2 separate regions of the Anser cygnoides genome follow, and region 1 is linked to region 2. Evidence: chromatin contacts called from public Hi-C data. All regions are on one chromosome and are shown on one strand. Each heading gives the region's core, a stretch centred on a gene start, on an enhancer-like site or on the middle of the called end of the contact. The rest is flanking DNA. Distances are from core to core; before and after follow the strand shown. Region 1 holds the start of BCL2L14 (BCL2 like 14). Region 2 holds the start of CREBL2 (cAMP responsive element binding protein like 2).

Evidence for each region. Hi-C and Micro-C count contacts between places; a contact is called where the count stands out from the background.
Region 1: a Hi-C map of liver shows a contact between it and region 2, with 6 times the contacts expected there. The contact joins the promoter of BCL2L14 here to the promoter of CREBL2 in region 2. A contact is called at or near these places in 2 of 7 Hi-C or Micro-C datasets (both in liver).

What each region holds. Positions count from the first base shown.
Region 1 is chr1:72,421,921-72,427,170 of Taihu_goose_T2T_genome, reverse strand. It overlaps BCL2L14 (BCL2 like 14), which reads left to right and starts at 2,128. Exons shown (of 7, transcript XM_048053654.2): 1 at 2,128-2,734.
Region 2 is chr1:72,062,817-72,068,018 of Taihu_goose_T2T_genome, reverse strand. CREBL2 (cAMP responsive element binding protein like 2) reads left to right here and starts at 3,246. Exons shown (of 4, transcript XM_048048318.2): 1 at 3,246-3,400. The coding sequence starts at 3,386.

The sequences.
Region 1 (5,250 bases), core at 879-3,378, 360 kb before region 2:
CCTAGTTTGAGTCATAAATTAAGAAATAACATGAAGGGACTGAGAACTGAAAGAAAAACGAAATGTGAACTGCCTGTAAAACAGGGAATTATACTGCCATTATTCACAATGTTTGCACTTCTCTCCTCTTTCAGGAAAGTCTATTAAAATAAAAATATTTTTTCCTGGTAGAAAAAGCAGTGGCAGTAAAACAGAGAAGTACAATGAAGTAATTAAAACACATTAAAACGGCTTTGCATTGCATCTATGAGAGTTTCCCTTTTACATTTATCTTGCCTCCTCTGTGACTGCTTTCAGTTCCGTTTGTTTGGAAAAGATACTGCAAGAGTGAAAAGAGGAGCCCTGGTCAGACAGAACCTTTCCATACACCCACATCTGCTCAGGCTGGCTGTAACATGCTTAGAAACACCTCTCTTCCTAATATTGCTCCATAATGGACAAAGTCAGGTCCCTCCATACAGAGACTTAAGAAATCCAGAGCTCCAGCCATGGCAGAAAATGAGCTACTGCTTTTCCTGTGTGCAGCCAGGACCACCAATTTAATAACATGGGCTACCCCACTCTCTCCTAAATACCACCAGGGATTTAAAAGAGTCCAGGTATTTTGATTCCACAACAGTTTGAAAGTATGACCAGGATGGCTACTTGTTCAGGGTATAGGGACACTCAGGGATTGAGGTGAAAAACTGCAGATACTGATGGGAGCAATGGGCTGGGTGAGTAGCTATATTTCAGACAAGGTCATGGCTCCATGGGCAGCAATGCTGCCTCAACACCACAAAGTCTGGCTTTGCCAGTATATTTCAGAAGTTACCCTTCAATATACATCCAGCTCTGGTTGCAGGGTCAACAAAATTGCCAAGTGGAGAAATGGTCATTTTTTTTTCTGTCTCTCATGGTGTACCACAGAGCTACAATTTCTATAGGAACAGAATATATAAAATGGAGCCAAGTCAACACTATTTTTTTTTTCTGTCTTCTCACTTTACCTGGTGTTATAAAATTCAAAATAGCTCCTTAAAAGGGTTTTTGGTTTAGTTCTTTTCCTTGCTTCCAGCAGGCTGCCCATTCCTTTTCTGGGCCTCAGATACTGCTGTTTTTACCCTTCTCTTAGTATTGAAGAAAGCATATTGTGCATTGGGGTACGATATGTTTAAAAAGAAAATGAAAACTGACCTTTTTCAGTGCACAGGATGACAGATTGTTAATAATCCATAACACACAGGCTTTACATCTGCTGTTACTGCTCAGAGGTCAGTTGGCCCTGGTAAAGAAGGAAGGAAATGGAAAGCTTCAGCGAACATGAACAAAAATCTTCTATAAGCCTGTAAAGTCAAAGTGAACTCCAAGTCACTACGCCCCGGAAATGCAAAATTTGGCTGTTTATATTGCTGTTTCAATGAGCAAATTCTTCACTTTGCAGGAAAGTCAGCAGACAGGCGTGTTCCTTACAACACTCGGAGACTAAGGCACATCCATGAAGAGACATCTTCTGTATCAGGAACCAGTCTGTACCCACTGAAACTCTCTCCTCCACAGGTAAATCACAGAATTAAGAATGGCTGAGGTGGGAAGGGCCCTCTGGAGGCCATCTGGCCCAGCCCCTGCTCCAGCAGGGCCACCCAGAGCAGGCTGCCCAGGGCCATGTCCTGGTGGCTTCTGAAGATCTCCAAGGAGGAGACTCCACAACCTCTCTGGGCAACCTGTGCCAGTGCTCTGTCACCCACACAGCACAGAAGGGCTCCTGATGTTCAGAGGAAACCTCCTGTTTTCCAGTTTGTGCTCACTGCCTCTTGTCCCCTGGCACTGGGCACTACTGAAATGAGACTGGATTCAAGAGTTCACCCTCTCGGGCTGTGGGATGAGGCTCTTTCCCATTCATCCAATCCCTCCTAGCTTGCAGCTTCATCTACAAGCTTATTTTGAAAATGGAATATCACTGGCATGGTGAAAATCCCTCTTAAAATGGACTTGTAGATTAATTTGTAGTAATTTGTACAGGTAACTAAATCACCATGTTGGACCATAGTAGTTACAATAGCTACAGAAGCAAAGTCCATGAGGGTCAGTACAGCGTCACTTGTTGCAATAACCTTAACTATCTTATCTAATTAATGTTTAATGTGATTCCGGGAAAAAAAAATAGTCAACAGCATATGAAAAAACATAGAATAGTAGATGGCTATTTATAGAAGAAGAGGTACAACTGATTTCAAAACACTTTAAAAACCTTCTTCTGGATCAAAATGATTATTTGGTTCAACCCGTACCATGACAAAAAAAAAAAAAAAAAGAGGGTTTTGAAGGAAAAAAAAAAAAGATAGTATTCATTCACAAGCCCAAAGCAGCTATAGACTTTGTCCCTTGCCTAGCATGCTGCTCAGCACCACTCACAAGTGCAGGGGGCAGGCCCCACCCTTCCTGCCTCCTATACGTAAGCTGACGTGTTTGAACTCTGTTCACATAAGGAAGTGTACTGGCACATTTTTAATGAAAGTGCAGTGCCATTCTTAGGGAAAGCTTATGTATGTATGTTTTGATGAAAGGCTTAAAATAGTCAATAGAGTAAGTTAAATTCTTTATTTTATTTACTTATTTATTTCCCCTAAAGGGAACTGCTGTGCTTACAAGGCTGGTTCTAACAACAAAAAAAAAAAGAGTAACCACTGGAAGAAAAGGAGAAAGAAGTCAGATCATCAGGCACGCAGTGTTGCTGGTGCAATAGACCTGGAAGGTAATAAACACCCTTTTCTTCTCTGAACTTAGTTTCTCTTCTGTAATGCTTGATTGTCCATAATCCAGCACAAGGCTCTTATTTGTATATAGATTAAACTGCTATATTTATCATGGCTAATTCAGAATGATGTTCTTTCAGGTTTAGCTGTGATGTCAAAAAGTAAGGGAAGGTACTGCCCTAGGACTTTTGGAGCTGCCATACAAGCCTTGCCGCTGTTGCCGGTGTGCTTTTGAAAAGAAAGTTTGACAGACCTAGCCAATGACAGCAAGGTTCTTTTTTTTGCCAACCACACTACATTTAGCTGTGGACAACTGAATTTAAAATTTAGGAGTATCCCAGTGAATTTGTGTAGCTAGGTAGTGCATCATTTCTCTTCTAGAGGCTAAGCGCTGGGCAGCCTTTCATCCCTGAATGAGGGAAATACCTCTGGACAGCCACAGAGCAGCAGATAACTTCTCTTTTGAAAGACATCTATCAGCATAGACCTTTCTATACAGCATGCATTGTGTCTATTGCACAACAGTGCTCATGAAAAATCTGTTGTCACTAGGGACGTTTATTGTGTCATGCTAGTATAACACTATGTTTACTAATTCTGTGGTGTCCTGTTCAGTTAAGATTTAATAAGGAGCAGATAATCCTGCAGCTTGCAAGTCATTGCTTTCCATCCTAGATGTGACTGTGTTGCAGTACCATGAGGAGAGATCCTTTCCTGCGGTCTCGTGTAAAACCAACTTTCCACAGCCTTTGTACAGTTTAAAACAGCACAGCCTCTCCTGGACAGACAATACCAATCTGATAAGGGTTTTGTGAGAATTAGTGAGTCAATACACATGACATACTGTTTCAGTGGAGTGTGCTGCTCACATACGAGTGAACTGCGGAGACCCACGATAGTTCTGCTTTTCTCTGCAAGAACTGCCTGTAATTTCAGGTCATCCACACAGAGAAAGGATCTAGCCTGAACTGCTGTTAGAGGAGTCTTGGCCGTTGCTTCCCCTTGCATGGAAGCCTCCAGTGCCAAGTTCCCCAGTCTGCCCCTCTATATGTGAGAGCAGAGCTGAAGGGAAGGACCCACACCTGGGATGAGTCACTGAGGTAAATGGTGGTGGTTTTTAATGGCAAAGTCTTTCTCCAGCATTGCCTCAGATATAACATGGTTTATTCATAACCAGTGTCCCAGGCAGCAACTGCACTTCTGTCTTTGCTGGCTGGGAGAGAAGCAGCAGATCAGATGTGAACAGCTTAGACTAACAATAATTTGGGGGGATCGGGGGGGACTCTTTCACTTCTCCATTCTGCTTCATCTGTTTAGCCTTTCAGAGCAGGTGCTGCCTCCTCTTCCTGCAGAATCACCTTCAGCTGCCTGTGCTTCTCTGAGGTTTACTGGTGCTGGTGAAAGGACACATGACAGAGAACTGAGTCAAATATCAGGTTCAGCACTGACATTGTTTGACCTTGGCTTGTGTGAGGTCCCTTAGCCTTTTGGAGGAAAATCTCCATGATGCAGTGAGAGGAACCTTCCCACAAAAGAAACAATGGGAGAGCTTGCCTGCAGATGCCATGCTTTGTGGGCATCTGAGAGGGAAGGACAGGACACAGTAGAAGGGTCAGAAGGAGAGCAGGGGCTTGGGAAATATGAGTTGGGCAGCCCCAGGTTTGACCATGGGTGGTCACATGCCAAGAGGACTTGTACAGTTATCCACTGTATTCAGTTTTGGGCCTCTCACTACAAGAGGCCCTGGAGCATGTCCAGAGAAGAGCTACGAAGCTGGTGAAGGGCCTGGAACACAAGTCCTGTGAGGAGAAGCTGAGGGAACTGGGGTTGTTTAGTCTGGAGAAGAGAAGGCTCAGGGGAGACCTTATTGCTCTCTACAGTTACCAGAAAGGAAGGTGTGGGGTGCTGGGGGTCAGCTTCTTCTCACAGGTAACTAGTGATAGGAATAGAGGGAATGGCCTCAAGTTGCACCAGGGGAGGTTCAGGTTGGAAATGAGGAGACATTTCTTCTCAGAAAGAGCAGTCAGACATTGGAACGGGTTGCCCAGGGAGGTGATGGAGTCACCGTCCCTGGGGCTGTTCAAGCAATAGTTGGACGTGGTGCTTAGGGACATGGTTTAGTGGGTGATATTGGTAGTAGGGTGATGGTTGGACCAGATGATCTTGGAGGTCTTTTCCAACCTTAATGATTCTATAATTCTATGATTTGCATCTACACTTGCTGCCTGCTATTAACAATTAACAACAACACAAATAAAGTCAAGAAATAGCATAGCCAAGATCCCACAGTTTTGCACAGTTTTGCCAAATACAGGCCTGTAGCTGGACACCCTCCAAATCAAAAGTTATTTCACCTACTTTTGAACCTTCACGATACACTTCCCCCTCCTTCCCCCCCCCCCACTTTTTTTTCCCCATGTATGCAGACATGAGCCTCAGAGTCTTGTTTTCACATGCCTTCCTAAGAAAGACTGAACAATCACATTGCTAATATGTCTCTTCTTTAGGGTTACTT
Region 2 (5,202 bases), core at 1,997-4,496:
CTTTACTTTAACCGAGGAAGTTTTACTCAAAAACTTGTATTCACTTATGAGTCTTTGACAGTCAACATGGTGACCTCTTAAGGACATGAAAGAAAGAAAATCCCTGCTGGTTCAGACGATCAGTCCATTTAGTTCACTAGTGTCTCTTTGAGTGGCAGTCAGAGATGCTGTTCAGGGAGAGTGTATGAACTTGGGCTTTTTCTGTGCTCCACTCCTCCCACCCATCCCCAGTATCCGAAACTGTTAGATTAGGGATGGCGGAGGGTACATCCCTTTAGTGCCTCATCATGAAACTGATCATAAATCTGTCTAATCCTTTGTTTGAACCTGCTGTACTCTCTGTCTTGCAGTGTTCTACGGCAGTAAATTTGAAGAGTTCACTATTTGCTGTGTACAGTACTTTCTTCATCTGTTAAAATGAGTTTAAAACATCATCAGCTCATGTGCTATATATGTGCATATATATAGTATTCAATTACCTTCACAACTGTCCTGACAGACTCCCATTCAATTCACATGTTCATATTCAGATAGGATGACAGTATAACCCACAGCGGAAAAGCAGACAGAAATACATACTTTTAGTTGTTCAGTGATAAAATATGGAAACTCTTAACTGTTCAGCCGCTAAGCTCACGCTTAACTTGGTCAGAAGTTGAGAGCGCTGTTTCTTATGTGATAAAAAATAGAATGGGTAGTATGGAGCAATCTAGTGGAGAGAGAAGATGCAGCTGTAACTTTAATTTTCTGGTTAAAAGGATTCTGGCCTTTCTGAATCAGCATCAGGGCTCTGTCTAATCTCCTTCCTCCACTCATGTTGCAACAGAGGGTTGCCTAAGTGAGCTATGTTGGCTCTTTGCCACTCAATATTTCTCTTCACCAGGGAAACCCCCAACTGGCTTTTAAAGCCAGCTTTATGGCCCCAGGACAGTGCCAAAGGTGAAGGCACCTCACCACCTTCTTCAAGAATTTGAAGGCAAAGATGGGGGAGGGGGTCACAGGAGACAACCTAGGCAAGCTCATTGCAAACTATTCTTTCCACTTTATTAGTTGGTGCCTCCTGTTTAACACACCGATCCTCCCTGTTTTATTTTAATTTTATTTTAATTTATTTTAATTTTTTATTTTTTATTTTTATTTCACAGGCAAAGTTTTAAAAACTGGTATATCATTTTTGGACAAGGTAAAGGGAAGCACAGTGCAATCTGCCTCGTCTTTGACAACTGAAAAGCATATGAGCTTATAGAAAAAAGCTTATAAAAGTGCTTTGTCTCTGCCATGCAGAGAGCATATCCCTCCAAGAGGAAGGTTTGTGATTCAGGGGGAAAATCCCATGACAAAGCCTTAGCCCTAACAATTGCATGTAAAAGAGATTAAGTCATGGGAAACTCTTGTGAATAGAGTTGCATGAAAAACTCATGAATAAAAAGAAACATGTAGCAACATGAAACATGCCTAGCTTCAGGTTTCACCACAAACTTGAAACACAGACCATGTTTACAGAATTGTTCGCTGGGGTACATGCATCTTTTGAGTAAACAGGGGCCTAATTTCAAGAGATGTTGGGGGGGTGGGGAAGGGCATGGCTTGGCTTTGCATCAAAAGCATTCAACATTAACCTTTTCTGGTATGTGTTGACGTGAAAGGAGAGGAATCCTGGTATTCTCAAAGGATTGCTGGTACTACTTCAGATTTGGTGTGGCTCAGGATCGCAGTCCCAGTATACTATGCAGTTTCCAAGTGACCAGGAAGACTCAATTCTACTTTTAAGTTCTTGAAGGGCAGAGCATGACAAACAATACCAGACAACTAGTATCTGATTAGCCAAGTTTGAAGAAAAAAATCCCAGTTCCAAACCTTCTCCTTCGCATCCCATCATCCAGGTAGTCATGCCAACCTGTTGTTTCATTCTACCCCACTGTGCTTTCCAAATAACTAGCTGGCTGATTTTATTTCCCTGTAACAGTCTATGCTTGCTATTGCATGCTATGCATGCTTGCAGTGGCATGGAATAGCAGGAAAGGAAGCAAGTGCTAGGAATAAACTGTGGCCCATGGTCAGCTGACAACAAATGCTTCATCTTTTTCTGCCCTATTGTTGTTTCACACTGCCTAAATCTGGAGACTGCTATGCAACCAGTAAGCTTAAAAGTTGCAGTTTTGTATCTCTGTTATGTACCTCAAGTGCTATTTGTGATCTATCGTGAACACCTAGGAGAAACATGGCTCTACTAAGGTGTTTCTAGGTGGGATGGAAAATGGATTTTATCATTAATGTGGAAGGCATTATCTGGCTGCTGAGCTGGAGTCTTACTAGTTCCTTCAAAAATCACTAGAGGCTGCCCTGTGGTCGGGCTGCAGTCAGGCACCCTAGCTTGGGGTTGGAGGAGAAGGAGGCACCAGCGGTGGCCGTATCAGTAGTGGGAAAGATTGGAGTTGCGATGATCAGGGCTCAGAGCTGGAGAAAGACAGCGTGAGGGCTCAGAAAGCGTGAGGGCTGGAGAAAGGCAGCATGTAGAGCCAGGACCTGCAGCCCGCATACTGGAGGCCAGGGAGTGGCACGAGGGAAATTGGGGCACTGACTGGGCCAGAAGGTTGAGCAGAACACAGGGAAAGCCATGGGAGGCTGCTGTGCCCAGCACCCTGCATGCAGTGTCCTCCTCCTCAGGCACTCTGCGCCTCAGGTGTCCGTCCGCTCCTCTGAGCTGGAAGGGGATGGTACAGGGATCTGTGCACAGCCGCCTATCTCATCACCCCACGGGAGAACACCCTGCTGGCATTCCCAGGGCACTGCCCAACGCCTCTCCTTTATTTCAGCTGGTTGCGTGCGTTGTGTGTAGTGTTACTGGTACTTCAGGCAGCCAGGACTGCTCCAGCAGCCTGCTGGGACACGCTCCCCTCAGCTGCCTGTGGCCCTGGCTGCTGGGGGTGGCGTTTGCCACACGCCGCAGCTCAGCCCGTTGGCCTAAGATGGCTGACTGATCGATGAGCCAGGCGAGGCGGCAGAAACAGGCCTTCGTGCGCCTTGAAGAGGACGGCGGGACGCGAAGCCGCAACCGGCCGTCACCCGCGAGGAGAAAGCCCGGGCCCGGAGGCTGGACGCCGGAGGCGGAGGCGCGCGGGGACTCCTGGGAAATGTAGTTCTCCCCCCGAGCCGGCCGTTCCGCCGCCTGACTCCTCCTTGCGGGGCCTGCTGGGAGTCGTAGTTCGTCTGGCCCCTCACCTCCGCAGTGGCCGCGCACGGCGGCGCCGGAGAAGACTACCGCTCCCAGCGCGCACCGCGCGGCGGGCGGCTGTAAACAAACAGCGCGGAGGGCCATGGCGCCTGGGGGCTGTGCTGGGGAGCGCTGAGCGACGGGGTCCCTTCGAGGGGGCCGGGGGCACCCATGGACGACAGTAAGGTACGGGCCTGCACGGGCGGGGCGGGGAACGGCGAGGAGCCGTCCCCTTGGCTCTCGTCGCTTGCTGAGCAAGGTTTAGGGCACAAATGGCACGGTTATATGAGGAGCGGCTGGGGTTGTTCGGTCTGGAGAAGAGGAGGCTCAGGGGAGACCTTATTGCTCTCTACAGCTACCTACACAGGAAGGTGTGGGGAGCTGGGGGTCGGCCTCTTCTCGCACATAACTAGTGATAGGACTAGAGGGAATGGCCTCAAGTTGCACCAGGGGAGGTTCATGTTGGAAACGAGGAGACATTTCTTCTCAGAAAGAGCAGTCAGGCATTGGAACGGGTTGCCCAGGGAGGCGGTGGGGTCACCGTCCCTGGGGGTGTTCAAGGAAAGGTTGGACCTGGTGCTTAGGGACATGGTTCAGTGGGTGATGTTGGTGGTAGGGGGATGGTTGGACCAGATGATCTTGGAGGTCTTTTCCAACCTTAATGATTCTATGAAGAGAAAATGCTTGGTGTAATTTCTTAAGGAATAAATCTAAAACGTTTGAAAGTGATCAGTAATTGACCAGTGTATATGATCCACCAAATGGATCAGGAGTATGTGAATGGTTTATGCTAATTTGACAAATTGACATTTATACTCCTTGGTTTTATTGAGGCCTTGTCTGAAAGCTGCAAAGATGGGTGGGAGAATCTGCATCACTGAAGCCAACGAAATGCTCACAGTTGTGAGGACAAACTGGATGAAACAGTACGTGTGATCAGGGCAGGAGTTTAGAAGATATGGAAGACTTAATTCTTGAGGCATATGTAGCTACTTCATTTCTCTTGTGACAGAATTAGTTTATTTATAACAGATAACTTGCATTTTTTTCATTAAAAATAATTTTTATACTATTGTTATGTTTTGCACTAATGAGACAGGTCTTTGCTCTTTTTTGCTTAGAAAAACTGATGTCAAGTGAAGGAAAGAGTAGGCCAAGTGGAATATTTCCTCTTCCTATCTCATGTCTCAAGTACAAATTTCATAATGTAATGTTTTCATATTATACTTACACTGAGATACTGTCAAGGGCTATGGCTTTGAAAAGGGTGCTGCCCAGAACTACTGAGTGTGGTGGTTAGTAAGGAAAACTGAAGATCTTTGTTCCCTCAGCAAGTTTTACGTTAGGTAATAGTCTTAGATGATATCAGATCCCCATATCTTCTACAGAAAATAGCTGATACTAGTCAGTAAGAGCTGGCTGCTTTGAAAAGTTTCACTATTGATATTTTGTAGGGCTGCAATTCCTTTCAGAACAAATTCATGGGGCTGCAGGTTGCCCTTAGAGTTTGGTGTCTCTGTTGAAGAGATCCCATTCCTGTTGGGAGGAGGGCGCTTCCCATTTTTGTTGCTGTGTCAGAATGAGGCAAGCACTGTTTATGCTTCATTTTATAGCCAGCTACATCTTCCAGCTCAAGCCAGCACGTCCTTGAAGCCTTCTAAAAGTTCCACTGAGTCACATTTTCCTTGTTATTTGAAGGGCTGGACTGTGTGATCTGAGAGTCTTATCGTGGAATTGAACGAGTGTGACTGTGAAAGGAATTTCCCTATAAAAATGAGGTCATTGAATTACATCATTAGTGAGGTAACTATTCTATAGTTACATCCACTGAAGTTCAGAGTTTTCATAAAGAAAACATAACATAAAGAATTAACATAAAGAATTTGGAATTGTAGGCTGTAACGTTTTCCCTAATTCAAAGTGCACTATAATTTAGTCGTACCTGGATGAAGAGAGCGTAAGAGGCATGGTTCCTCTTAGCATATTTT